Regions from separate parts of the Sus scrofa genome. Here all the other regions are linked to region 7. A link is a contact called in public promoter capture Hi-C and targeted proximity ligation data. All regions are on one chromosome and are shown on one strand. The core of a region is the stretch at or near the end of the contact, and the rest is flanking DNA. Distances in the headings are between cores, read along the strand shown.

What was found. Promoter capture Hi-C pulls out the DNA fragments that hold promoters and counts their contacts.
Region 1: a promoter capture Hi-C map of liver shows a contact between it and region 7, with 4 times the contacts expected there. A contact is called at or near these places in 1 of 5 promoter capture datasets (liver) and 1 of 2 datasets of targeted methods (alveolar macrophages).
Region 2: a contact with region 7 is called in a targeted proximity ligation map of alveolar macrophages. A contact is called at or near these places in 12 of 47 Hi-C or Micro-C datasets (brain, embryonic fibroblasts, fetal skeletal muscle and 7 more) and 2 of 2 datasets of targeted methods (alveolar macrophages and skeletal muscle).
Region 3: a contact with region 7 is called in a targeted proximity ligation map of skeletal muscle, with 10 times the contacts expected there. A contact is called at or near these places in 1 of 47 Hi-C or Micro-C datasets (embryonic fibroblasts) and 2 of 2 datasets of targeted methods (alveolar macrophages and skeletal muscle).
Region 4: a contact with region 7 is called in a targeted proximity ligation map of skeletal muscle. A contact is called at or near these places in 6 of 47 Hi-C or Micro-C datasets (embryonic fibroblasts, fibroblasts, psoas muscle and 1 more) and 2 of 2 datasets of targeted methods (alveolar macrophages and skeletal muscle).
Region 5: a promoter capture Hi-C map of fetal skeletal muscle shows a contact between it and region 7, with 8 times the contacts expected there. A contact is called at or near these places in 2 of 5 promoter capture datasets (fetal skeletal muscle and liver) and 2 of 2 datasets of targeted methods (alveolar macrophages and skeletal muscle).
Region 6: a contact with region 7 is called in a targeted proximity ligation map of alveolar macrophages. A contact is called at or near these places in 2 of 5 promoter capture datasets (fetal skeletal muscle and liver), 2 of 47 Hi-C or Micro-C datasets (heart right ventricle and skeletal muscle) and 2 of 2 datasets of targeted methods (alveolar macrophages and skeletal muscle).

What each region holds. Positions count from the first base shown.
Region 1 is chr5:9,355,564-9,359,779 of Sscrofa11.1, forward strand. FAM227A (protein FAM227A) reads left to right here and starts at 2,842. Exons shown (of 22, transcript XM_021093103.1): 1 at 2,842-3,156. It also overlaps a transcript of CBY1 not described here.
Region 2 is chr5:9,436,496-9,440,243 of Sscrofa11.1, forward strand. It overlaps DMC1 (meiotic recombination protein DMC1/LIM15 homolog), which reads left to right. Exons shown (of 12, transcript XM_021091489.1): 5 at 637-719. Among named protein-coding and RNA genes, the nearest start is that of DMC1, 7.1 kb to the left of the region's middle.
Region 3 is chr5:9,524,993-9,529,011 of Sscrofa11.1, forward strand. It overlaps KCNJ4 (inward rectifier potassium channel 4), which reads left to right and starts at 1,407. Exons shown (of 3, transcript XM_021091491.1): 1 at 1,407-2,275.
Region 4 is chr5:9,558,035-9,561,758 of Sscrofa11.1, forward strand. No RefSeq gene overlaps it. Among named protein-coding and RNA genes, the nearest start is that of KCNJ4, 33 kb to the left of the region's middle.
Region 5 is chr5:9,483,201-9,487,082 of Sscrofa11.1, forward strand. It overlaps DDX17 (probable ATP-dependent RNA helicase DDX17), which reads left to right and starts at 2,592. Exons shown (of 13, transcript XM_021091487.1): 1 at 2,592-2,878. The coding sequence starts at 2,592. LOC110260646 (a long non-coding RNA gene) reads right to left here and starts at 2,452. Exons shown (of 3, transcript XR_002343895.1): 1 at 2,302-2,452.
Region 6 is chr5:9,320,568-9,324,510 of Sscrofa11.1, forward strand. It overlaps GTPBP1 (GTP-binding protein 1), which reads right to left and starts at 1,625. Exons shown (of 12, transcript XM_021091480.1): 1 at 1-1,625. It overlaps JOSD1 (josephin-1), which reads left to right and starts at 1,365. Exons shown (of 5, transcript XM_013988199.2): 1 at 1,365-1,776; 2 at 2,107-2,927. The coding sequence starts at 2,743.
Region 7 is chr5:9,828,359-9,832,165 of Sscrofa11.1, forward strand. PICK1 (PRKCA-binding protein) reads right to left here and starts at 1,319. Exons shown (of 13, transcript XM_003355340.4): 1 at 1-1,319.

The DNA.
Region 1 (4,216 bases), core at 1,592-4,091, 470 kb before region 7:
CAGGTTTGATCCCTGGCCTCACTCAGTGGGTTAAGGATCCTGAATGCCATGAGCTGTGGTGTAGGTCACAGACATGGCTAAGATCTGGCGTTGCTGTGGCTGTGGTATAGGCCGGCAGCTGTAGCTCCGATTAGATCCCTAGCCTGGGAACCTCCATATGCCATGGGTGTGGCCCTAAAAAGCAAAAAAGCAAAAAAAAAAAAAAACACCCAACTTGTGGGGTACATCATAAAAAGAAGCATTTTCACCCATCATAATAGCAAAATTTAAGAGATCAATACTATCCAATGCTGGTGAGTATATGGAGAAAAAGATATTTTCATTAATTCTTGGTGGAAACATAAGATGCTATATATTTTTTTCAATTAGGCAAAACCTAGCAAAGCTTTTAATGTGCATACTTTTTGGCTAGCAAATCTACTTCTAAAAATTTCTCCTCCAGAACTGGACATGTTCACACAAATGTTCTCTATTGTTGATAATAGTGAAAAATAAGAAACCATCCAACCCAAGCCACTGCAGTGGTGATGCCATGTCCTTAACCCACTATACCACCAGGAAACTTCTGAATTTGCCATTTCAAGGTTAAAAAAAAAAAAAAAAAAGCCTAATGGTGGCAATTTCATGTTACAATATAAAACCATATTAAAGAAATATATTTCTGGGTTTAATGAGTTATTACAATGATAATATATTCATGTATTAGGTAAGGAAAAACAAACCAAACCAATAAACAAAAAAACCATATAAAAAGCAGCCCCTGGAGTTCCTATCGTGTCCCAGTGGTTAACAAATCCGACTAGGATCCAAGAGGATGCAGGTTCAATCCCTGGCCTCAATTAGTGGGTTAAGGATCCAGTGTGGTATGAGCTGGACACAGCTCGGAACCCGTGTTGCTGTTGCTCTGGCTGTGGTGTAGGCCAGTAGCTGCAACTCTGATTCGACCCCTAGCCTGGGAACTTCCATATGCCATGAGTGTAGCCCTAAAAAAGCAAGGGGGAAAAAAAAAAGCAGCTCCTGCCCCTCCAAGCATCTGGAGACATCTGAAGGAGGAAAAATAAGCCAAGCTGTTCTTGCAAAGCCCACAGTTGTGCTAAGAGCACTAAGCCTGAGCTATCACATGAACACTGCAGACTAGTTCTAGACCCCTCAGCTGTCTGCTGAACCTTGGCCACGGTTATTTATTTCTCCAGGTTTTAACAAGGGCACTCCATGCATGATCTCACTAATTCTCATAACACTTAGGCCAAGCACTGTCATCAATATATCAAAGATGAGGAAAAGGAAGAATCTGGACTAGTTTTTAAGTCAGATCCATTAAGCCACAAACAACTCTGGCTGAGACCCTGGGATCCTGAAACATTAGTGTGGACCAAGAGGCCCCAGCTGCCCCCACGGCCCAAGGCAGCCTTCTCTCCAGTGAAACTCCCTGCAGAGAGAGGATTCAGCACAAAGGAAGTGAAAGGAGAGCACCTGGGTTCCTATCATCGCTCTGCTTCTCTTGGGGACCCAGCGGCATCCAGCACTTGTTGTGCATGGATGGGCCCCAGGCTTCTTGATTCACAATCCAGGGTAACAAGAGTACCCGCTTACAGGTTATTCCTTTAGTGTTTATTTAAAAACTATGGCATTTGATGCTCACACAATCCCGGCAGAAGTAGATCAAGTAGTATGTTCCCGCCTACAGGTTAGAAAACTGAGACTTAGAGAAGTAACTTGCCCCCAGTCACATCGTGGGAAGGTAGTGGATGGGCTTCAAACAAGGTCTACACTTCCATGCTGATGATAATCACTGCACAATGCTTTACAGTTCGCAATGGGTCATAAAATATCTTATTTATTTATTTATTAGGGCCGCACCTGCGGCATATGTAAGTGCGCAGGCTAAGGATCAAATCAGAGCTGTAGTTGCCGGCCTATGCCACAGCCACAGGAATGCCAGATCCAAGCCCAGTCTGTGACCTACAGGGCAGCTCATGGCAGCGCTGGATCCTTAACATACTGATCAAGGCCAGGGATGGAACCTGCGTCCTCATGGATACCAGTCAGGTTCTTAACCCACAGAGCCACAATGGGAAATTCTATTATCTTATTTTAATCTAACAAGAAGGTGAGGAAGCAAGTCTCTGCTTTTCCTCGGATTCCCAAAGAGATACAGGTCCCCCAGAGTTGAGTCAGGCCGTAGAGACCAGGCAGGTCAAGGCCACCCAGGTCTGTTAACTAACGGCACTGAACAAATGTTCATTCGCACGCTCTCCTTAATCACCTTCACCGCTGACTTACCGTAGGAATTATCACCCCAATTTACAACCGAGGAAACACATTTCGAAATGGGTGGTGACGGGCCTGCGGTGGCCCCAGTCACCGCCTCCTGCTCCACGCCCTCCTGCCGCTCCAGCTGTGGGGAGGCCCTGAGTCCCGTGGGGAACGCCCGGGTGTCCCACGCTCTTTGGGTCCTCAGGCGATACCAGGCTTAGAGACGCACGTGACGCGCCCCGAGAGCGGGCTTCCAAGCTAACCCCAGAACCCCCTCTGCGCAGCCAGCGAGGGCCTGCTCGCCCGCCTCAACAGCCGCTTCCAGTCGTTTCTGGCCCACCGCGCACGCGCAGCTCTGCCGGGCTCTACCACCGAGGGGAGTGGGGGTGCCCCGCGCAGCGCGGCCCCCAATGCGAGCCCACGCGAAGCACCAGAAACTCTCGAGGACTGCCATCGGTACATTTAATACACTCCACAAACTCAGTGCCTTTTGGAGTCACTTACGTGCTCCATGCCATATCCTAGGCCGAGGAACCACAATCACCCGCCCCACCAACCCCTTGGTCTGGTCTCCCCACCCGGCGGGGCTGTCGCCGTGGTAACGGCGTCCCGCGGACTCCGCCGAGGCTAGTGACACGTCCATTGTTGTGGGAGAGGTGGAAGAGATGCTTGCGGCCCGCGTTGCCAGGAGAACGTCAGGACTCACAGCAGCAAAATGGGCCTTTCCCCGACGCCACTCCTCCTCTTCCTCGTCCCTGACCACAAAACCAAGGGCACCCCTATCTGATGGATGTGGGGGCAACTGGTGTCGGGTGTCTCAGCCAGAACTTTGCAGGTGTCCCCTGAGGGACCCGTGGCGGAATCGGCCCTGAGTTCGTCGGATTCCGCCGATGTCGTCAGGTAAGTCGAACAGACAGACAGTGACCCTCCCTGCCCTCCACCCGAAGCCCGGATTCTCATTCGATTCGACGGGAAGGGGAAACTGAAGCCAGGGGCCGCTTCACGGTCACACAGTGAGGAAGGCACTCAAGAATCAACTCCAAATCTCCTAAAATCCTAACCGAATGTATTTTTGGTTCCATTTGATAAATGAAGAAAATCAGGGTCATTCAGGGGATATTTACTGGGTGCCTAGTGAGTGCACCAATGAGGGACAGGACCCATGGGTCTCTGGCTCCAAGTACAAGTACACTTCACTGAGAAGGGAAGAAGTCCCTATCCTAGAACCAAACGGCATGGTCTAACCTACAACAGTCCAAAGGAAACTTAATGTGGACCACATATGTAACTTAGAATTTCCTAGTAGCCGTATATATATGTGCGTGTGTGTGTATGTATACTTTTTTTTTTTTTTTGCTTTTTTAGGGCCACACCCAAAGCATATGGAGGTTTCCAGCCTAGGAGTGGAATCAGAGCTGTAGCTGCTGGTCTGCACCACAGCCACAGCAACCCCAGATCCCCGCCACGTCTGTGACCTACACCACAGCTCCCGGCAACAACGCCGGATCCTTAACTCACTAAGCAAGGCTAGGGATGAACCTGCGTCCTTCATGGATCCTAGTCAGGTTCCTTTCAGCTGTGCCATGATGGGAAATCCCCCAGCCTTATTTTTTAAAAATTAAAAAATCATGTGATATTAATACAAATAATATTTAACTCATATGACCCAAATATGATCATTCCAACATACAATCAATATTTAAAATTTTATTCTGCTTTACCTTTTAAATATTAATTAATTAAAGTTAAGATTTTAGTTCTTCGGTCACACTAACCATATTCCAAGGACTCAATTGTCACATGTGCGTCTGTGATGCACACTTCTAGCCTTTTTCTATCTTTCTACTCTTTTTGTCTTTTGTCTTTTTTGTTGTTGTTGTTGTTGTTGCTATTTCTTGGGCCGCTCCCGCGGCATATGGAGGTTCCCAGGCGAGGGGTCCAATCGGACCTGTAGCCACCG
Region 2 (3,748 bases), core at 171-2,670, 390 kb before region 7:
CTGCTTTATGCCATAAATATATGTATTTTAATCTTTATAGCTCCCCCATGAGAGACACTATTATTATCCTATTTGACTCAGAAAGAGGAAGCTGAAGTACAGCAAAACTAAGTAGTTTACCACACATCACAGAAATACATATTAAAGACATATCTTGAACTTGGTAGGATGACTCAAGAGCCAATGTTCTTTATTATTTTATTTTATTTTATTTTTTGTCTTTTTGCCTTTTCTAGGGCCGCATCTGCGGCATATGGAGGTTCCCAGGCTAGGGGTCTAATCAGAGCTGTAGCCACCAGCCTACACCAGAACCACAGCAACTCAGGATCTGAGCTGCATCTGTGACCTACACCACAGCTCACGGCAACGCCAGATCCTTAACCCACTGAGCAAGGCCAGGGACTGAACCTGCAACCTCATGGTTCCCAGTCGGATTTGTTAACCACTGTGCCACAACGGGAACTCCAAGAGCCAATATTCTTAATTATGATCTTGTGCCACCATCAAAGACAAATGAACTGAAGCTTATATATCAAATGATTATCCTGATAATCGAGTATATAGTTTTTGGCAGCATTTGAAATGAAAACCATCATCTTATACCCTTTTTGAACCTTTCCTTTTGTCTCTCTGTAGGAACCAGGATTCTTGACTGCATTTGAGTATAGTGAGAAGAGGAAGATGGTTTTTCACATCACCACTGGGAGCCAAGAATTTGAGTGTGTATCTCGCATTTTTTTATATCCACTAAGCACAATCTTTGGAATACTATATTTCTTTTCCTTTATCCAGGTTGTTATTTTGACTGTAAGTAGTAGAAATAGCTTCTTCTTTTGCAGTAGTTTTTATTTCTTTCCTCAAAAGGCAACTGAAGCAAATAAATTTCAGACTGCTTGCAAAAATAGGATTAAATTTCCTATAGGAAATTCAGACCCAAAATATAAGAAGTTTCTGAATCAGCCTATATTAATCTATAAACCACTTAAAAATCAGTTTAACTTTTCATTTCCTTTTTCTTCTCCATTGATGAAGGAAATTCCATCTTACTTTTGGTTTTACTTAAAAATTAGTTGTTAAGGAGTTTCTTGGTGGCCTTGCCACTGCTGTGGCTCAGGTTGCTGCTGCTGTGGCAGGATCAATCTCTAGTCCAGGAAATCCAGCATGCTGCAGGCTTGGCCAAAGGGGAAAAAAAAAATCAGTTGCTAGACTGAATATTTTAGAAGAAATAACCAGTCTTGTTTTTGCTCTTCAGCATCAACAGGGGTTTTTTGTTGTTGTCATTTGTTTTTGGTTTTGGCCATGCCCATGGCATGTGAAAGTTTCTGGGCCAGGGATTAAACCCACGCCACAGTGACCTGAGCCACTGCAGTAACAATGTTGGATCCTTAACCTATTGAACCACAAGGGAACTCCCAGCATCAGCAGTTTTAACTTCCCTTTTTACTTACTGTCTTCTGATTTCTGAGACATAGTCATCATCTTCCCAATGCAAGTTGACTAGAATGTTTTTTTCCCTCTATCTTTGTGGGCAGAATTACTATTTCATAAGTTAGAGCAGTGGCAAGAACAATTTGAACAAAAGCAATATTTCCTCAAAGTATTTTCTTCAAAACCTTGACCTCACAAAAAAACTCCAAGAAAAAAAGATGTCATCGTCAAATATGCCTCAAGTTAAGTATCTGCTAGGCAGCTCAGACCTCACAGGTCCAAAACCAAACTTCTGATCTTTGCCCCAAATCTGCTCCTCCTAAACTCTCCCTCAGCTTGGAATTCTTTCCTTGATTCTCATACATGAAACCGTAATGTCGTCCTTGGCACCTTTTTTTCCCCTCTCACACTGCAATTCTAATTCAATGACAAATCCTGTCTGCTTTACTTTCAAATATATTTACTCAAAACAAGCCACTAAGTTTCTTCAACAAATAAATTTTAAGGGATGAAAAAAGAAAGAAACGGAATCAGGGAGAAGAAACAGATGAAAAGAAATTTAAAAGACATATCACTTAATCCCAGTATATCGATCTTATTTTGGATCCTGATTCAAACACGCTATCAAAAAATAAGACATATTTGGAGTTGCCTAGTGGCCCCAATGTGTTAAAGATTCAGCATTGTCACTGCTGTGCTTTGGGTCACAGCTGTGGCATGGACCTGGTCCGTGGCCTGGGAACTTCCGCATGCTATAGCCAAAAAAAAAAAAAAAAAAAAAAGACTTATGAAATTGAATGCTTACTACGAAGTTGATATTAAGGAATTACTGATTTTTTAGATGTGATAATGATAATGCAGTTATATTAAAAATGAGAGTCTTTGTCTTATAGAGAAACCTACTGAAGTATTTAGGGTGAAATAATATGTTGCCTGGTATCTGCTTAAAGTAATATGAAAAGAGGGAAGTGATTGGACGTTTTATATGAAAAGAGGTTGACCCTGAGTTTATAGTTGATAATTGTTGAAGCTGAGTGATAGGTACATGATAAAATCATTATTATACTATTTTGTCTACTTTTGTTTATATTTGATATTTTCCATAATAGAAAGTTTATTTTATATATGTGTGTGTGTGTGTGTGTATGGTGCGTTGTTTTCTATTTGTGTCTATATGTGTACAGAGAAAGAGAAAAAAATGTGAATTCAGTTATTTCTCACCACCTTTTCCACTTTTACTTCACTGGCCTAAACCACCAGTTAACATCTCTTCTGGATTATTAATAATAACTTCTAACTAACCTCCCTCCTTTAGAGTTTATAATTCATATAGGAGCCAGAGTAATTCTTTTTAAACATAGGGTAGATCATACTTCTTTGCCCAAAACACCCTGATGATGCCCCATCTTACTCAGAGCAAAAGCCAAAGTCCTTTCTAATCTCAAATCTAAGCTCATCTTTTAGTCCTCTTCTGGTTTACTACATACCAACCACACTAATTTCTTTGCTATTCCTAGAATATGTCAGATACACATTTCTGCCTTCAGGGCCTTTGCACTAAGCATTCCCTCTGCCTGGAACACTTTCTTCACTATGTACATGGCCTGCTGTCACATTTTCAAGTCTTTGCTAAAATGTCCACTTCTCACTAAGGCCTTCTCTAATCACTTTATTTGCAGGTTTATTTGAAAACTCCCCATCTTCATCCTCTGCACGTCTTATACCTTTTCTGGATCTAATTTTTATCCATACCATTTAATAATATCTGACATACTGCATATTTTACTAACTTGTGTTTATCTGTTCTTTCATTGGAATGCAAGCTCCAGAAAGTGATGGATTTTTATCTCTTTTGTTCACTATTTTACTCCAAGTACAGAGAGCAATCTCTAGCACAAACTAGGTGCTCAATAAATATTCGTTGAATGACTAATTGAATGAATAAACAAATAGTGAGTAAAATGAGTTGGGGAAGTGCAATATACAATATATTCCTCTTGGAGATTCACACATTTAATAGGCACACTTGCCTATTAAAGGGTCTGAATTTCTGCAGTGAAATAAAACACCTCTTTAACCTACCATTGCCTCAAGTTTTTAAAATCACAGAACCTTTTTTTCAGATAACAGCTAAAGAAGAGTCTTTGGGAAATCCTACTTCAAGGCAAATTCATCAAAATCAAATTGGATCAAAATAACTTGATTCCAATGACAGCTTGATATTTTCCAGTTGCTCTACCACATCATGGTTTAAGAACCATTGGGCTTAGAGAAATTATTACTATCATAATAAGTTCTCTGCTGTCCTTGATATTGGGTT
Region 3 (4,019 bases), core at 157-2,656, 300 kb before region 7:
GGAACCCCCATATGCCGTGGGAGCGGCCCAAAGAAATAGCAAAAAGACAAAAAAAAAAAAAAAAAAAAAAAAAAAGAACTAAACTTGTGGCCGGTGCTGGATGAATGAATGAGGAGGTGATGGATGACTTCTGCTAAGGGCAGCAGGAGGCCTTCCTAGGGGAGGTGGCGTGGAGGCTGGACTTGGGAAACAGCAGGAATTCTTAGAGCAGAGAAGCAGGAAGGGCATTTAAGGCAGGAAGAATAGCATGTGCAAAGGCAGAGAGGTGTGGAAGCATCTGGTGTGTTCGGGAATCTGTAGGCATCGTGGTGTATGTGTGGGTATATGGGGTGTGAGATAAGGTGGGACCTGACTGTACATCACACTGAGGAGTTGGGACGCAATCCTTTTAGGAGGGGAGGGACTGTGGGGATTGGGAACAGTCATGATGGTTCAAGTGTGGTGGTTCCTGTGCCTGCGGCAACTTCAGAGGGTCAGCTTGAAGGATGAGCTGGAGATTTTATGTTCAGTAAATTCTCGGTCCGGCTTGGAGTGCCCCAATCTCCCTCACTTAACTGGGGCCAGTCAGAGATGGCCAGGCTCCCAGGGAAGTCCTTCTGGCTATCTAACTGCAGGTATTCGTTCATCCTCGCACCCTACATCCTCTAACCTCCTGCATCCTCAGAGTGAGGTGGCAGGAATGGCCACGGGAGTGGCTGGCTCGCCAGGGGCTGTGAGGAGCTGGGGCTTTCTCCCCACAGTCCAGACTGGTGTGGGGTCCAGACCGGTGCGCCCCCAAGATGAGAAGGAAACGGGCGAGATCCTCCCTATAAAGACATTTTGGGGTGATGGGGACGCAGAGAAGGAAAAACTGTGGTTTGGCCCGGCTCTGCCACCTCTGGGTGACCTTGGGCAAACTTATGACCCTTTCTGATACCCAGTTTCCCAGTCTGTCAAACGGGGCGGTGCTGCCCAGCGGATGGTGAGGGTCCCTCCAGGAGGGTTACACCTCCGGCTCCCGGGGGCGGGGTGCGTAGGGTCCTTAATGGCCAGTCCTGCAGGAGGGGAAGGGAACCGCCGAGGGGAGTGGCCCGCAGCCGAGGAACCGGGTACCGACCCTATCCCACCCACTCCCTTCCCGGCGCGGAGGAACCCTCTCCACCTGCCCCTGGGGGGCGAGAAAACCTGGGAGCGGATTCTCGGAGCGGGTTCTGGGCGGAGTGCTCCTGGAGGGAGGAGGAAAACCCGGGCAGGATCTGGGACAGGAGCGGCCCCCGCGGCCCCCAGCCCCTGCCCGGCCCGGCGCTGCCCGCGGGTGGGAGGGGGTGTGATGCCGGGCTAGGCTGAGGGGACGGGCCGGGGCCGGGTCCCCCGGGCCGCCCGGGGCTCCGGGGCTGGGGTGGGGGGGCGCGGCCTCCGCAGCGGGGCGCGGGTCACGTGTGAGGAGGGGCGAAAGTCTCGCAAAGCGGGGCGGCGTGCCGCGAGTTGGGAGTTCTCGGCGCGCCGCGGGCGGCGGGAGCTCGGGCTCCCGGGCGAGCCGGGGACGCGGCAGAGGCGGGGGCCTGGGTCCGAGACCGCGGGGGCCGCACCGAGAGTGGGAGGCAGAGAGAGAGAGAGGCAGAGGCAGGGACCCGGAGCGAGACAGAGACGCTCAGGGGAGAGAGGGCAGAGGCAGAGGAAGGCAGCGGACAGACCGGGAGGGCGACGGAGACGAAGACAGGGGCCCGCGGGGAGAGTCGGAGAGACCCAGGCGGGCAGGAGAGACTGCGAGAGACCGAGAGCCGAGGGGGCCGGCGGGGGCGGGGGCGGCAGAGCCCGGGCCGGCCGGCTTCGGGGGTCTCGGGGCCGGAGGCGAGCGCAGCGGGCCAGGGAGCGGAGCGCAGGGCGGGGGACAGCGCCGAGGGACAGCGAGAGAACCGTGGGGGCGGCGGAGAGAAGGCGGCGGGGGCGGGGGGCTCCAGCGCCATGGGTCCCCGGACCCCCGCGCTCTGAGCCCCGGCCCGGGGCCCGACGATGCTGAAGCTGAGGCGGCGCCGAGGGCGCGGCGCGGGGCAGCGCTGAAAGTTGGGCGGCCGGCGGGGAGCGGCGCGGGACGGCCCGGAGGCCGGGACACCGGGGGACCGACGGACAGACCCACAGGCAGCGGGGGAGGGGGGCGGGGCCGGCCGCCGAGTTCGCGGGGAAGGGGCGCCGGGACTCCCCGCTCCCGGCCCGGGACGCTGCCCGCCCGACTGCGCCGTGGGATGTAGCGGCCTCTCGCCGCCTCCCGGAGACTCGTCGGACCCTGCGCCCCGCGGTAAGCCCGGCCGGCGCTCGCCGCTGGCGCTGTCCGTCCGTCTGTCCCGCCGCGTGCGTGTGTATGTGTGTGTGTCCCGGGGCCTGGCGGCTCGGGCCCCGCCCGCTCGGCACCTTATCCCCTGACCCGGGCTTCGGCCGCCGGGCGCGCGTTCAGCGCGATCAGGCGACTTCCCCGGAGCCGAGGAGCTCTGTCCTCTGTCCGTCGTCGTCTCAGGAGCGTCAAGGTCTGGGTTTCTGCCAGGAGGGGGGGTAGAGGTGAGTGCAAAGGGCCTGGACCTCTTGCCCCGGCCGTGACCTTTCCCTGCCTCCACCCACCCCCAGTTGTCACACTGGGTTGGAGGAGTTTCAAAGCAGATGACTTGTGGCAAAGGGGGGGGGGGGTCTCCTATCCACCTCCCCAACTGCAGCCTGTTTGCAAAATGGCCCTGACAGAACAAAATCCCTCTTCTCTCGTTTTGAGCACCTGCTTTGGGCCCTGAGACCCTAGAGAGGGTGGACAGGGATGGATGAAGCAGTTCAGGCTTCCCAGCGGTGGCGACAGGCCACAGAGGGAGGCCAGAGTGCCTTCCCTCCCTAGACGGAGAGCACCAGGAAAGAGAGGTCTGGATGGAGTAGGGAAACTTCCCTGCAACCGTGCCCAGTGTCCCCTGACCAGCATCTACATGGCACTTGTGTTTCCAGAGCCCAGGCTCTAAGATGGGGAGAGGGTGCAGGGGGGTGGTGGGGGTGGGCGAGAGACAGGTGGAGGGCTGCCTGGCATAGTTAGCAGGCGGGGGCCTCCGGAGCAGGAGGATGCCAAGAAGCAGGTTGAGGGAACAGAGAGCTGAGGGAGGGAGGCCTAAGGGCCACACATGCAAGGTCCAGAGAGGAGCCAGACCTGTGTGTGTGTGCGTGTGCGTGTGCGTGTGTGTGTGTGTGTGTGTGTAGAATGTCTATTCTGTTTCTCCCCCACATCCAGTCTTGTGACCTCCATGGCTTTGGGACTTTTGAGAGCTGTTGGCAGGACTTTGGGGGCCTGAGAGCCAAACTGTGGTCCTGGCGTGGCCTGGGATGAGGGGACAACATGTGGAAGGGGGCACTGGGCTCAGGGCTGCCGTGCGGTGTGGCAGGAGCAAAGGCGGTTGGCTGTTGAGCTGACCTATAGCCAAATCGGAGTCTGGAGGGCTGAACCTAGAACATTCTACTTGGTTCTCTCCTGGGGGATGGGCTCTTCCTGGGGTTTTCCCCACTGGGCAGTGGGCCTTGGGTAGCCCCCATTTGGGCTCCTAGAAGTCTGCTCAGCTGGCAGAGGGGCCAGCACCACGGGCAAGCCGCTCTCCTCCCTGGCCCTCAACTTCCACATCTGTGGAATGAGGACAGCAGTCAGTCCCCTGTCCCACTGACCTCCAAGGGAGGGGGGGCTGGGCTCGAGGGAGCCGAGGGCTGTCTACAGGCTGGGAAAGTGCAGAGCAAATGGAAGTAAAGACTCATTTTACCTCTGGGAAGAGGCATAGCTAACGGGGAGGGGGAACGTGGCCTGAACTAGAGGACTGACCAAGAAGGGCAGTGTCCGGCATCCGAGGAGGGGGACCTGGGGCTGGGGACCTCTTCCTCAGGAACCTTTGGGTGTACCCTGGAAAGGGAAGCTCCTCTCTCCTGCAAGTATTGGAGTGACTGGGACTAGACAGGGCTGGCCTTGAATTTCTCCTGGGTGACCTTGGGCAGCTGGCCGGACCTCTCTGGGCCTCGGTTTCTTCACCTGG
Region 4 (3,724 bases), core at 492-2,991, 270 kb before region 7:
ATTTCTGGCCTGGTCTCTGCGGGGAAGGCGTGGGTGAGGACGAGGCCGCCAAATGCCTTGCTGCCCCCTGGCAGACCAGAATCCAGGGGCATGGGGTCAGCCTTTGGCTAAGGAAGACCCTGGTGCTTGGTCGCATCAGGAAGTGGGCGGCAGAGGGGACAGGGCCTTGGCGCGGACCCTTCCTCTCTGGGCTGTCCTGTGTGGCTTGCTTCCCCTCTCCAGGCTCCACCTGTAAGAATGACCCAATGGCCACTGTCCCACTTCCACAGGGGCCACCACGTGGGCACTAGGGACCTAGTGCATGTGGATCCAGCCACAAAGCATCAGGCACACTCTGGGCTCAGGAAGCATGTGTTCCTTCTCTTCCCTCAGAGATAAATGGGTCCTACTTGAAGATCCGGAAAATGGGTTTACAGGAGGCAGCAGGCAGGGGAAGGTAGGCTTGAAAAAAACCCTTCTGTGGTAGTTCCCACTGTGGTGGCAGTGGAAACGAATCCAATTAGTATCCATGAGGACTCAGGTTCAACCCCCGGCCTCACCCAGTGGGTCAGGGATCCTGCATGAACTGTGGTGTAGATTGCAGACTCGGTTTGGATCCTGTGTGGCTGTGGCTGTGGTGTAGGCCGGCAGCTGAAGCTATGATTTGACCCCTAGCCTGAGAACTGCCATATGCCGTGGGTGCGGCCTTAAAAAGCCAAAAAAAAAAAAAAAAAGAAAGAAAGAAAAGAAAAGAAAAAGGAAGAAAAAGAAAAATTCCCTCCCTTGTCCTGGCCACCTCCCCAGGCCCAGTTCCATCAGCCTCCTTTGGAGACATGTCACAGCCCTGAGCCCATCTCCTGGAATTACAGATGAAGACACTGAGGCCAGGAAGGGGAAGGGTTCTGCCCCTGACCGTGTAGTAACTCGGATGCCCAACTGAAGCCAGCTTGTCCCTGATCCTTCTTCTCAAGTCTGTCTGTGAAATAGGGGGGCATGATGGGTTCCTGCGGGGTACAACAGGCTCACTGAGCTAATGTGTGGGAGAGGCCCTGGCACACAGTAGGTGCTCAGAAAAAGGTTTTGCCTTCTGCTTATTGAGCTCAGGTGCACTGCTGTGGTTAGCACACAGGCTCGGGCAAAATCCGGGCCCAGGCTGAATCCTGGCTCTGCCACCTGCTGCTGAGCGCCCCTGCACAAGCAACTCCACCTCTCTGAACCTCAATCTCTTCTTCTTTATTTTTATTTTTTATTTTGTTGTTCAAAAGCCCTACTTAAGGCCTATGGAGGGTCCCAGGCTAGGGGTCGAATCAGAGCTGCAGCCGCCGGCCTTCGCCACAGCCACAGCAACACCAGATCTGAGCCGTGTCTGTGACCTACACCACAGCTCAGGGCAACGCCGGATCCTTAACCCACTGAGCGAGGCCAGGGATGGAACCTGCATCCTCATGGATACTAGTCGGGTTGGTTACCGCCGAGCCACGATGGGAACTCCTCAGTCTCTTCTGTGAAATGGGGAAAGCCCCACTTCCGCCCCACAGGGCAGCTGGGAGGCCAGAGGGAGCTCACGAATGCAGCCTCGGGCCCACAGCAGCCGCCGTCTCCCTCGTCTCAGCCCGGGCCCCGCCTTGCACCCCACTGTCAAGGCCCTCACCCCGCTGCTCCTGCACGGGCGGTGAGCCTGGCCTTGAAGAGACTGAGGCAACCTCTCCGGTCTGGCAGGGAAATGACTCCAGCTTGGCTCAGGCCCCCAAAATAGAGTCCTATTTTAGCTTCCAGCTCCTCCATGGAGAGGCCCAGAACGCAGTGCGAGGGTGTTTGGCTGCGGAGGGCCTGCACCAACCCCTGCCCCCATTCTGCCAGGCACTGCCAAGCTGGGACCTCAGGCTCTCCTGCCTCCTGGGAACTGCCCCCTGGCCTGAGGGCCACCAAGGCTGGGCTGCCCGCTCCTCCTGGCTCAATTCCAATTCCAATTCCAACTGAAGGCCTCCCTCCCCCCCGGACGCCACTTCTCCCAGAGGGCCCGGGCCCTTCAGGCTAATCGGGATCCCCAGATTCTCCCCTGGATTATTCAGATGAGTTCCCCTGGGCCTGCGAGCCAGCCCCTGTTTCCACAGCACAATCCCAGAGAGAGCAGAGGTTCTCACGGGGGCAGAAGGATGGGGACAGGACTAGATCAGGGGTGCAACTGTGCAACTTAGCCCCACAGAACCTTCCCCCTAGTTCTATACAGCTTCCTATCTCAGTGCCTTTGCACCTGTGGTTCTCCTGCTGGAAATGCCCTTCTCCTTCGTCTCCAGACGGGATTAGAAGCCGGACTTCCTGGGCCCAGAGTCCACCCAGTCTGTGGTCACTCTGGAAGGCTATCTAAGCAGAGGGATGGATGGCATGAGCAAAGCCTGGTCTTATGAAAGAGGCAGAAGATTCTGGGTTTCTGGAGACAGTAGGGAACTTCAGCCTTTCCCTTGTCTTACAGATAAGAAACAGGCACAGAGACATGAAATAATTTGCCCAAGATCACTACTGAGTGAGGAAGCTGGAATTTGAGCTGGGGAAGGGTGGGGGGGGTCTGTCTCCAGAGCCCCACCCTGTACCCTCACAGCCGGCCTCTGGGCAGGGGCTCAAGACAAGATGGGAGGAGTTCCCGTGGTGGCACAGCACAAACCACCAGGACTAGGAGCCATCCCTGGCCTCGCTCAGTGGGTTAAAGATCTGGTTTGCTGCCAGCTGTGGTGTAGGTCACAGACGTGGCTCAGATCTGGTATTGCTGTGGTTGTGGCTGTGGCCGTGGCCAGCAGCTGCAGGTCCAATTCACCCCGTAGCCTGGGAACCTCCATATGCTGCATGTGTGCCCCTAAAAAGAAAAGAAAAAAAAAAAAAGGCAGGAAGGGAATGAATACACTGATGGGATTCTAGACTGTGGGCCCACTGTTCACCTGTGCATCTTTGGGCAAATCTCACTTAGCACACTTGCCTGCCTGTCAGCGTGGAGCTGAGAACTTTCCTGGTGGAGGCAGGGGTTTGGGAAACCACATCTTGTTGGAACCTCAGGGGTTTGGGGAACCTCAACTCTCGGATCTTAGGTCTGGTGAGCTGGTGGTGGGAAGGGGCAGAGATGGGCAGGTATGGGGGCAGGTGGAAGGCTGGAGGTGCTTCAGTGGCATCCTGGTGCATGAACTCATGGGATAGTCAGGTCCTCTGGGTGAAGTCAGAGGCGCAAGCAAAGTCTCCAGAAGCCCCCGGGCTCCAGGCTCACAGCTGCTCGGCTTCTAGGCAGGGGAAAGGAGGGTCTCCCAAAGTTCCAACCCTCTCAGAATCCAGCCTTATTGGCCACGCTTGGGACACTTGCCCACCCCTGAGCCCACCCACCACTGTGGCAGTCGCATGGACCACTCTGATTGGCAGGTATGAGTTGTGGGCCAGGAGAGGCTCTTTGTGTTAATGGGGGGACTGGCAACCTGGACAGAGGAAGGCGGGGTGGGCGGGGGAGGCCACAGAGGCTGAGAAGGAGAGGAGAAGAGAGGAAGGAAGCCAGGAACCAGTGATGAAAGACAACAGCTGGGCAGGAAGAGGTTGATATCTGGTCAGCTGATACCTGGTCACATGGCAGCACAAAACCCAAGAGGCAGAGGACAGACTCTGCTGGGCTGTGTGACCTCAGGCAAACCACACCATGTCTCTGAGACTCGATTTTCTCATCTGTAATATGGGTGCAATAGTAGCACCAACCTCATGGGCTGTTATGAGA
Region 5 (3,882 bases), core at 1,342-3,841, 340 kb before region 7:
AATACACTCCCCTCCCCCTCAGGCACACACTATCCCTTTACTGTTTTTAATTTTTATTTCAATTAGTAACTGCCTGACATAAACATTTGTTGAAATAACAATTTAAAAAACACATTTATGGAGTTTCCGTTGTGGCTCAGTGGTTAACGTATCCGGACTAGGAACCATGAGGTTGAGGGTTTGATCCCCTGCCTTGCTCTGTGGGTTAAGGATCTGGCGTTGCCGTGAGCTGTGATGTAGGTTGCAGACACGGCTCAGATCCTGCGTTGCTGTGGCTCTGGCATAGGCCGGCGGCTATGGCTCCCATTCGACCCCTAGCCTGGGAACCTCCATATGCCACAGGAGCGGCCCAAGAAATGCAAAAAAGACAACAAAAGCAAAAAAAACCCCCACATAAGGGAACCCTCCCGCACTGTTGGTGGGAATGTAAACTGGTACAGCCACTATGGAGAACAGTTTGGAGATACCTTAGAAATCTATACATAGAACTTCCATATGACCCTGCCATCCCACTCTTGGGCATATATCCGGACAAAACTCTACTCAAAAGAGACACGTGCACCCGCATGTTCATTGCAGCACTATTCACAATAGCCAGGACATGGAAACAATCCAAATGTCCATCGACAGATGATTGGATTCGGAAGATGTGGTATACATATACACAATGGAATACTACTCAGCCATAAAAAAGAATGATGACATAATGCCATTTGCAGCAACATGGATGGAACTAGAGACTCTCACACTGAGTGAAATGAGCCAGAAAGACAAAGACAAATACCATATGATATCACTTATAACTGGAATCTAATATCCAGCACAAATGAACATCTCCTCAGAAAAGAAAATCATGGACTTGGAGAAGAGACTTGTGGTTGCCTGATGGGAGGGGGAGGGAGTGGGAGGGATCGGGAGCTTGCGCTTATTAGACACAACTTAGATTTACCAGGAGATCCTGATGAATAGCATTGAGAACTTTGTCTAGATACTAATGTTGCAACAGAACAAAGGATGGGGAAAAAAAATGTAATGTATACATGTAAGGATAACTTGACCCCCTTGCTGTACAGTGGGAAAATAAAAAAAAGAAACTTAAAAAAAAAAAAAAACCACCCACATTTATTATCTCCCCACTAGCGTAATCTCCACAGATGTAGGTACTTATTGCTTGTTCACAGCTGTGCCAAAGTGCTTAGCACAATGCTTGGATCATTAGGCCTTCAACCCTTGTCCAAAGAATCGGGGATTGTCCATCCTGTCTATGGGCTGACAGACATCTGCTCAGCCTGTCATGACGCTCCTTTCCCTATGCTACTTTTCTAGTAATTTAGGAAACAGCAGGGCCAGAGTAGGAGACACCACTGGGCCCCCACAGTGAGAGACCTCAAACTTCTTCCCTTTTATCCATTTATAGAAATAGAAGAGACTCAAGAGCTGCTCACCAGGGGTCCTAGCAACTGGACAATTCTGAGACGTTGCCTGGCCAAGCTTTTAAGACTTTAAAAGTGCAGTTGAAGGAAGAAGGAAGCAGGGAGGGAGGGAGAAAAAAGTCAGTTTAGAAGGAACTGAGAAATGAGGGCAGCCTAACCTAGTTAAAAACATGTGCTTACGCCTTCACCTTTTCAGCGTCTGAAGACCACCGCTTTTAAGCCTTTTGTCTCCGGAGAGCGCTAAGGGCCTGGCACGAGGCGGTGCCATGTAATGGCGGCCGAGACGCTTCAGCGTCTACCTTAAGAGAGGCTCCACCCACATTTTGGCTCTTTGTTAGCCAATTGTGCTCAACCGAGGGCAGTGCAAATATTCTGTTCAGAAAATGCACTCCGGTGTGAACGAAGCGTAGCAGAGAGAGATCCAACTTAACAGGGACCTCGCCGCCTGACTAATCCCCCAAAGAACGGACAAGCCGCATCCATCATGGCCGCCGGCAACAGCGCAGCGAGGCAACGGAAAAGAAATGGCGCCCGGCCGCGCGGCCAGTCTCGCCAGGCCCAGGGCAGCGGGGCCAGAGGGCGGGAAGGGCCGTCTAGGAGCGCTAGCCAGGGGCCCTGACCACACTTCTGGGCTTTTGGCACCTGGAGACCCTGAAACTTGAAGCCTGCAATATGGAGGACAGTTATTGTCTCTGCAGAGCAACTTGCACAAGCAGGCCCGGGTTCCGTCCCGTGTCGGAACCCGGCAAAATCCTCTATTCTCCAAACAGAATGCGTTACGCACACTGCGCATCTTCGCAATAGTGGGCCGGCTAACGACGCAAAGAATGTTACGTCGCACCGGAGGCTCTCCCCCTCCACTCCCTACCTCTAGTTCTGGCTCAGGTGGCGCGAGAACTCTACTCCCTTTCCGTACTTTGTTTTTCTGCTACCGACCGCAAAACGCATCCATCTCCGCAACTGACGTAAAATCTTCCAAGAATACCCACAGTACTCCGCGAAGCCCTCTGGCTCTTCCGAGGCGCTGTTTACGTATCGTCTCCGACGTACGTAGCGTTAAGCTGGAGCAGTCTCAGCGCCGGCCGCCATTTTGTGCAGTCGCTGGGAAGGAGGGAGACGCCTAAACCGCGGCACTGCCGGGTTTGAGCGTAGCCAAACCTACCCGCTGCTTTCATAACCCCGATTCTCTGTGTTTTGCTCCCGTCTCCGACGAGAGAGGCGGCGACGGTGGCGTCTGCGACGGGAGACAGCGCGTCGGAGCGAGAGAGCGCCGCGCCTGCCGCCGCCCCAACAGCGGAGGCGCCGCCGCCATCGGTCGTCACCAGACCGGAGCCGCAGGCCCTCCCGAGCCCGGCCATCCGTGCCCCGCTCCCAGATCTCTATCCATTTGGGACCATGCGCGGAGGCGGCTTTGGGGACCGGGACCGGGATCGTGACCGTGGAGGGTAAGCGGGAGTTGGAGGAGAGGAAAGGCCTTGTGTGCGCGGGGGGTGGGGAGGGGGTTGTCTCCTGAGGAGACCGCCGCCTGCGGTCGAGCGGAAGACTTTTGAGCTGATCGCAGGCCTGGGAGCCACGCTCCCAACTCTGGGAGGCGAGGCAACCCGGGACATAATAGCGGTTTAAAGCGTGGGCCCGACCCTGGGCCCCGGGGTGACCTGGCAGGGGGGGCGGCGGCTCGGCGACGCCCCAGCCCCTGCTCCTGTACGGTCGTCGTGGCGCGGCCTGGCCGCCGCAGACCCAGCCCAGGCCTCCCTGGTTTCTCGGTTTCGAGCCCTGCCGATTTAGGCAGGTCATTCGATCTCTCCAGGCCTCAGTGTTCATCCGTGAAACTCGGATGTTCTTGCTGAGAGAAGAGGATGAGGTCTCCGAGTGCAGCCTAGGCAAATCTTTTAACACGAAATGGCTTCCGTGTTACTGCGATTGGAAACTTGGTTTGAAACCAGAGACTAAGAGGCTGACTTGTAGCGTTTAAAGTATTTTAAAATTGCCTTTAGTCGTTTTTTAAAATAATTCGAAGGAAGCACATTGGAATGCAAAATGGTGGAATTATTTGCCATCTTCATGGTCGTGTTTGGGGAGGGAGTTTTGTTTGGCAGTTATTAAAGTTTTTTTTTTTTTTTTTTTTTTTTAATGTTTCGGCCTTTTCCCCCTCTAATTGGACTGAAGCATTAACTTCTCGCCCTAGCTTGAGAGCTTTTGATGTATAAATGCCACGGTTACTAGGTTGGAAGTTAACAGGATTAAACCTGGAGTCCTCCCAGATACTGAGATTCAAATCTTAAAGCCCCTGTTTAAAAAGTTGCTTAAGAGGTCCGTGTGTATTTGGGCTGTTTACTTTTTTGTAATTAAAGTTTTATCTCTGGATAAAAAGTTTATGGGACCCAGTCACCTCTTAATATGTATGTGTGTGTGACCTTGGGCAGGATCCTGAACCTTTGTGAGTCTGTTT
Region 6 (3,943 bases), core at 375-2,874, 510 kb before region 7:
CTCAGTGAAGGTGCTTTTGAATTGAACAGAGATCCGAAGTCACATTTTAGAGAGGGAATTCCTTACCATCTTTACATCCTCTTTCTGAAGACAGGTAAAAACCAAGGTTCAAATCCTACTAGTTGTGTGACCTCAGGCAAGTTAAACTACTTAAAGCAATGTTTGCAAGCCTCAATTACAAATCTCAAGCAAATATAACTGTAAACCTTAGGTGGCTTACACATTGTAAAAATTTAAGGTAATTCGAAAGTTGTTTGGACCAGGGCTCAGGACTCCCAACCTCGTGGTAGGCACTCAAGCCAAGGGTGTTAAGTGATAATTTCGTGCTGAGTAATGGTGTTAAAAAGAGGCCCAAAATTAAGCCCCACCAAGATTTAACACTTAAACCTAATTGCATTTTCAGCCTCTACCAGGAGTAGAAACTTAAACAATCAGTCTCTAATTTCCTGAACAACACTATTGGGGTAATCGGCCTGATAAGACCCCTTGCCTTTCTAAAAGGGAATATGACCTACCGCGATACAATCCACTTTCTTCTGTCTATTAAAAATCTCCTATTTCGTACTGCTTCTCGGATTGCCTTTCTATTTACTAGATAGGATGCTGCCTGATTTATAAATTGTTTAATAAAGCCAACTAGATTTTCAGTTGAATTTTGAAATCTAGCCAACTAGATTTTCAATTGTCTTTTAACAGTGTTGAGTCGTGTTGAAGTAGGGTTAAAGAAATGACTGAATTGTTAAGTGTGACCTTTTCTTTTATTGTTTTTCCAACTTCCTGAACAAAAATCCAAAAGGAGAGCAACTACAGTGGATGATGAATATTCGCCGATGCCTTCCACATGTCTTTGGGTTAAAAAAAAAAAAAAAAAAAATCCATGCAGGACTGAGTTCATCTTCCTGACACACACAATGCACTTAGGCCCTGAGAAAAGAGGAAAGCTCTATGGCCGCCACGGTGAGACCAGAGCAGAAGGTGAGAGGACAGTGGTCAGTGAGTAAGACGCCGAAATATGACACCAAGGAGCTGAAACGACTCTCTAGTCCACTAGAAACGTGACTCCCGAAGAGGCACTTACCCAGAGAGCTCCTGGAAAGTGAAGGCGGTCGGGCCCACTAAACCAAGAGAATTTGCGCCCGACCGCGTCAACAAGGTACTTTGAAATCACCTGGGGGAACGACGTGCTAGACAAGCATAAAACGGTCAGTGCAGGAGCAGCTAGCCCAGGTTCACGAAAGCACTGGGCCCAAGAAGCCTAGTCAGGGAGAGGGGAGGGGTGAGGAGAACCTTGACGTGCAGCCGCTGGCCCGGTCACCGCCCCGGAACGGAGCCGACGCCCGAGGGAGAGAAGGGGAGGGAAAAGGAGGCGAGGGGCGGGACAGACATCGGGGCGGGACTCCCGCCGGCCGCACGGCCTGCCCAGTCCCGGAAGGAACAGAGCCAAGGAACCGGGCATCAGCCCTACCTGCAGCGAGCCGACGTCGCTGCCCCTGCCGCTGCCACAACCGCTGCTGGGCTCCCAATCTCGCACCCCTAGGGTGGCCAACGCTGCCCGCTCCCACCAAACACCTGGCGGCCACAGCTCCAAAGCCCGCGCCGCTGACGTCAGGCTGACGTCAGACGTGACGCTGCGGCGGGGCGGGAGCAGGGACGGCGAAGGAGGGCGTTTCCGGAGCACGCGCCGGGCGGGGGCCGCTGACGTCGGGCTCAGGTGCGCGCGCCCGCCCGCACGCGGCCCAGGTGGTGGCCCGCAGCTCCAGGTGGCGGCCTGCAGCGGTGAGGGGGGCAACCGGCAGTGCGTTCTCAAGCTGTCCGGGTGGCGCGGGGGACCGGGCTAGGGCCGGGGCTAGGGGACCGGTGGGAAGGCGCCTCGGCTTGCACTCACGTGATGGGCGGGGAGGTTGGGGTGGGGGCGGCGAGCTGGGTGGGCCCGGGCCCCCAGGGCGAGGCGTATTGTCTGGCCCCACCCCTCGCGGGCCTGCCAGTCGCTGCGCAGGACCTTCCCTAGGGCTGGGACCAGACTCGCCGCGCCGCTTACCCGCGCCACCCGGTCCCCCGCGGCGGCCGGCCGGACTGCCGGAGCTGACAGGAGTTGTCTCCTCGTAGGGCTGCGCCGAGAGGGCGAGAATCCGCACTTGCCGGGGGAGCTGCGCCCGCCTCGGCCCCTTGGGGCCCCACCGCGCCCGAGGGGATGGAGAACCTCCCCCGAGACCCCAGCACGGCCCGCGATCCCACTCTGGCCGGCCCTCGCTAGCTGCTCGAAATCTGCGTTTTATCCACCACCTAGGCCTTGTCTCCTGAGTCAGTGGCGTTGTGGTTCGAAAGAAATGGAAGAAAAGGAGCGATGTGACCGATTCCGTTCGGTCCTCCTGCCTTGAGGCCTGGTTGGCATTTGCAGAAAGGAAAATACAGCAAGAAAATTGTAGGGTTTTTGGAGGGGGTGGAAGAGGAAGGTAGAAGAGGGGAAACAAGGACTTAGGTTTTATATGAATTTCTAAAACTTCTGCACTTTGACAGCGGTGGCGAAATACACTAAACCTTACCTTTCTATTGAGAAGAGAGAGAGGGAAATTATTTTTCCTTTTGATTCCAACCTTTTCTCTCCGTGACAAGGCATAAATCATGGACACCAGAAACTAAGGTGGACCTCAGGAATTCTGAAAAGACTGAGAAGCTTATATTCCTCCTCAGGAGGGAAGGGTAGGGTGTTTTTAGCCCTCTCTGGAACTTAAAACAAAAAACATGAGTTGCGTGCCATGGAAAGGAGACAAGGCCAAATCTGAATCATTGGAGCTGCCCCAGGCAGCACCCCCACAAATCTACCATGAGAAACAGCGCAGGGAGCTTTGTGCTCTGCATGCCCTCAATAACGTCTTCCAGGACAGCAATGCCTTCACCCGGGAAACGCTGCAAGAGATTTTCCAGAGGTAGGGGACCCTTTCTTTCTGGCATCTTTATACCTTTTTATTTTATTTATTTATTTATTTTTGCTGTTTCCGAATTTCTGTTTGTGGGGTAATGTCTCTGCTGCATAAACCTTCAAACCAACAGGCATTATTAGGTAGCTGTTGTTAGCAGGTATAAGGGTCACAGGAATGGGAAAGAGACTCATTACCATATATATTGAGCACTTACCATGGGCTAGGCCCAGTGCTGAGAGCCTCAGTTGTTATTGCAAGGGATCCTCTCTACAGTCTGTTGGAATGTGTTGTTTCCATTTAACGCACAAAGACGGAGCTCAGAGTAGTTCAGTCATTTGCCCAAGGTAACATAACAAGAGATGGAGCCAAGCTTGAATTCAGGTGTGTTGTTGCTGTGCTTTTGATCACTATGCTATTAATGCTTCTCAAGTCATGCCTCTAAACTTAATAGAGTTTAGAGTCTAGAAGGAGGACAATATACATACACCTGTCACCAGAGTTGGAATATTGAGGGGTCCGTAAGAAAGTATACACAATGCTCAGCTTCCCTATGAGGCCACATGCTGTCCTTGCTGCTTTTCATACAGTTTTGTGTAGTCCTTCTAATAGTCAATTTACTGTCTCTATTTTACTGATAAACAGAAAGAAAGGTCAGGTAATTTGTCCAAATAGCTTCTAAGTAGCAAAGCTGTGTTTTGAAGCTGACTCTAGGTTCTCACCCCTTTCTACTTCATTCTTGATGGCCTTTCTTAGCCACTTTGCCAAATGTTCCTGGGCAGGTTGATGGAAGTTCAGCTCTTTTCTCTCAGCTTTGATGTTCTAAAATTCTTCTATCAAAGGGTTTGAGAAATGGTTCTGCAGTGTCTGGATGAACACAGCAGCACGTCTGCAGTCCATAGCAACTTTGGCAGTGAGCCTGTCTCACCACTCCAGCTTATAGAGAGTTACCCTGCTCAATTCTCAGTGCAAAGAAAGCTCAAGATTTCTTCTGGCAGTTCCAGAAGACCCTTCTCTGACTCCAG
Region 7 (3,807 bases), core at 69-2,568:
CAGAGGGCAGGGCCAGTGGCACACTTCAAAGGCCTTAGGCTGCTTCGGCCCCTGCATCCGACTCGCCTGGGAAGTACCTCACACGCAGGCTCCTGGCTCTGTCTCAGACCTATCGGTCAGAGTCCGGGAAGGGGAGATCTTGGAGGCTGCATTTCCCCGAAGCTCTGTGGGTGACTTCAGGGCCTCCTGCAGTTTGAGGACCACTGCGTCGCAGGCTCGGAAGGTACAGTATCTGAGCATCCTCAGGGTGGGCCTGTTCGGCTACACCAACCATCCCTGCCCCGGGGGCCTCACCATCCAGGAGGAAACCAGCATGTTTTGTGAGCCCCGAGGAGGGGCTTCTGCCCAGACCAAAGGCCAGGGAAGGCTTCCTGGAGGAAGCAACATCTCAGCTGGGTCCTGAAGGAGGTGCTGGTGGGTCTCCGGCCTAGAAGAGGGGCATGGTGACCCAGGCAGGGGATATAGCTGGTGTAGGCGATGGTGCATACAAGGCATAGTCCCCTCTCCACAGAGAATCACAGTGTGGCAGGAGACAGACAGTGAGGGCGGTGAAAGGCCACCACCAAGTCCTAACCAGTCCACAGGGAGAATTGCATCCCCCACCCCCATCTCCTACTGCTCCAGAGTCCATCCAGGCAGGCAGATGACCTCTGGCTCAGCCTGGCCACTGAAGGCTGTGTGAGCCCAGGCCAAGTCCCAACCCCTTTCTGGGCCTAGGTCTCCTTCAAGATTCCAACCCTCAGGTTCTGAGCCTGATTCCATCAGGAGAAGCTTGCCCCCTACAACGCCATATTTCTGGGGAAGTGCTGCCATCCAGTGGCCATTGGGAGAAAAACCTACTGGGGCACCAGAGCTCCCCCAATCTTTCTCTTCCCATCAGTCACTGCCCCTCCCCAGGTCATGGCTGGCTAGAGCAACCACAAGTCTTTGTGGTCTGTGGGTGATGGGTGAGGCTGCTTACGTACATGGAGAGCTGAGCCTGACCTGCCCATCCCTCAGTGCTGTCATGGCCCCGGCATAAGGCCTGACTCCTCACTGACTCACCACTAGCATCACAGGCCCCTATGAAAGTCAGGGAACCAGGGGTGGGTGGGTGGAATTCAGTTCGATTCGTCAGCAGCATGGAGACTAAAAGCATAGGTTCTAAAAGCGAACAGATAGGAGCAGTAATACTAGCAGCTAACAGGTATTGGGCCTCTCTGGTCAGGGAACAAGAAAAGCAAGGTCCTGCCCTGCCAGAGCTCACACGAGAGGGAAGGGCAGCCATCCACCCAGGTAATATCTCCCATCTCGGAGCGCTGAGCAAGGCCCCACAGCAGAAGGGGAGCCCAGGATTTCCTGTCATGGCTCAGTGGTAATGAACCCGACTAGTATCTATGAGGCCTCGAGTTCGATCCCTGGCCTTGCTCAGTGGGTTAAGGATCTGGACTTGCAGTGAGCTGTGGTGTAGGTCACAGACAAGGCTTGGATCCCGCGTGCCTGTGGCTGAGGCATAGGCTGGCAGCTGCAGCTCTGATTCAACCCCTAGCCTGGAAACTTCCATAGGCCGAGGGTGTGGCACTAAAAAAAAGGCGGGGGGAGCCCAGTGGGAAGGGATATGGCAGGTGGGAGCTGGGGGGGTGAGCTGGACAGAGCATTGGTTTCATGGCAGTTGTGTGACTCTGGAAACGTACCTTGACCTCTCTGAGCCTTAGACTCCATGGAAAAAATCGGTATTAAAAGAGCCTGAGTGTTGGTTTTATTTTTACAATTTTATTTGCTTTTTAGGATCGTACCAGCTACATATGGAAGTTCCACAGCCCACGGCAACACCGTGAGCTGAGCAGAGCCAGCAATCGAACCCGAATCCTCATGGATACCAATTGGTCTTGTTACCACTGCGCCACAATGGGAACTCCCCTGAGTGCTGGGATTTAATTTAAGTCAGACCGTGACACTCTCTGCCCAAAGCCACCCGACATCTCCTGTCACATGCAGAATAACTCCTCTCTGACCCAGAGATCTGGGACTGGCTGCTCCTCCAGCCCAGGGCCCACCCTTCCTCCTGTTCACATCCTGTTCCAGGGCCTCTGGCGGCTTGCTGTTCCTGGAATGGGCTGGAAGTTTTCCATCTCAGGGCCTTCGCTCTTGTAGTTCCCTCTGTCTGGAACATTCTTCCCCCAGGTATGCCCACTCCCTTACGTCATCCACATCTCTTCTGCCCTGTTACCTTCTCCAGGAAGCCCTCCGTGATTGCCAGCTAAAGCACAGTGCTTGGATGGTCGATTTCAGGACATTTGCTCATCTCCAGCCTGACACGCGGCACAGTTTCGGTTACACATTTGTTTGCTTGTCTCTGTAAACTGCAAGTTCCCTGAGAGCAGAAACCTGGCCTGTTCAGGTGGAATCTCTATCACCAATACCTAGCACATCGCCTGGCACATGGTACCTTCAACACATAACCTGATGAGGGAATGAATAACTGACTCTGAGAGCAGAAGCCCAGAGACCAGGCAGTGGTCAGAGTCAGTGGAGGCCTCTGATTTCAGAAGCAGGAGGCCAGAGTCGACCATCCTGGCGCTGGAAAGCTCAGGAGACTAGAAGAGAGTGAGGGAGCCAGAGAGGTGGGGGGCGTTGCCTCCCCCTCCCCCGAGTCCTAAGCGAGGTGGGGAAATGGGGAGCAGGGGCTGCCAGGCTGGGGAAGCAGAAGGGAGCCCTGGTCTGGTGGGAGCCAGATCCCCTTGGGCACAGGGAAGCCTCTCCCACTAGGGCAGCAGTGTGGCGGAGGAGAGAGGGGGAGTGTTAGCATGGCTCCAAGGCATTTGCATCCTTCCAGAAGCCCCTTCCTAGCTTTGATGGAGCCACAGCCCCCGTTACATGGGCAGCACTCTCCTCTTGTCTCAACTGCCTCCTCTAGGCAGCCGCCTCTGGCCAGAGGTGGGATGTGGCCTTTCTCAGACTCCCCCAGCCACCCGCAAAGCAGCTCTATTCCTGGCTCTGCTTGGCATGTAATGGGCTGACCCCTGACCTTCCCCCACTCCCCCGCCTAGTGCTCTGCCCCCCGGGTTAGGTCAGTGATGAAAGCCGGTGGGAGCCTGGGGGGGGTGGAGGCAGGCGGACAGTGCCTGATTGTTCCCACCCCTGGCAGCACGGCCACACTGGCTGCTGGCTGCGGGGGACTGACTTCTGCTCACTCGCTCTTTCTCTCCCCTTCTCTTTCTCGCTGTCATTCTCTTTTTCTCTTCTCCAGGTCACGGATTCTCAGACCTTGAGTCTTGATGGAAAATTGGTGGGACGTTAACACCCACGCTGACCCTGGGACACCCCCCAGAGCCTGGGAATCAGCAGGCCAGGCACAGGAACCCATGGTTCGGCCACGGGGTGCAGAGGCCCGGCAGGACCCCACTTTGGAAAAGAGCCTGGGACTGGAGCCTGGAGACCTGGGGCCTCACTGGATCTTTGAGCTCCAAGTGTGAGGTGCATCTGGGGATGCTCAGAGCTAAGCCAGCCCCATGGGAAGCTGTGGGGATGGCATGTGACACAGCTGTGACTCTGTCTTCTCCCTCCTGTCCCCTCTGACCTGCACCCACCCGCCCCCTGTCCACAATATCCTACGCGTCAGGTCTGTGTCAGGCTCTCTGTTCTATCCATCAGCCTAGCTGTTCATCTTGCACCAATAAATACCATGCTGGCCAAATGGCTAGACTTTGGAATAAAGCTTGCTGGTTGACAGAAGCCCCTACCTTAGTCTTCAGGAGGATCTCAGCTATTCTTAGTTCTTTGCCCTTTCTGACGGCTTTCAGAATCAGCTTTTTAAAATAAAAATTG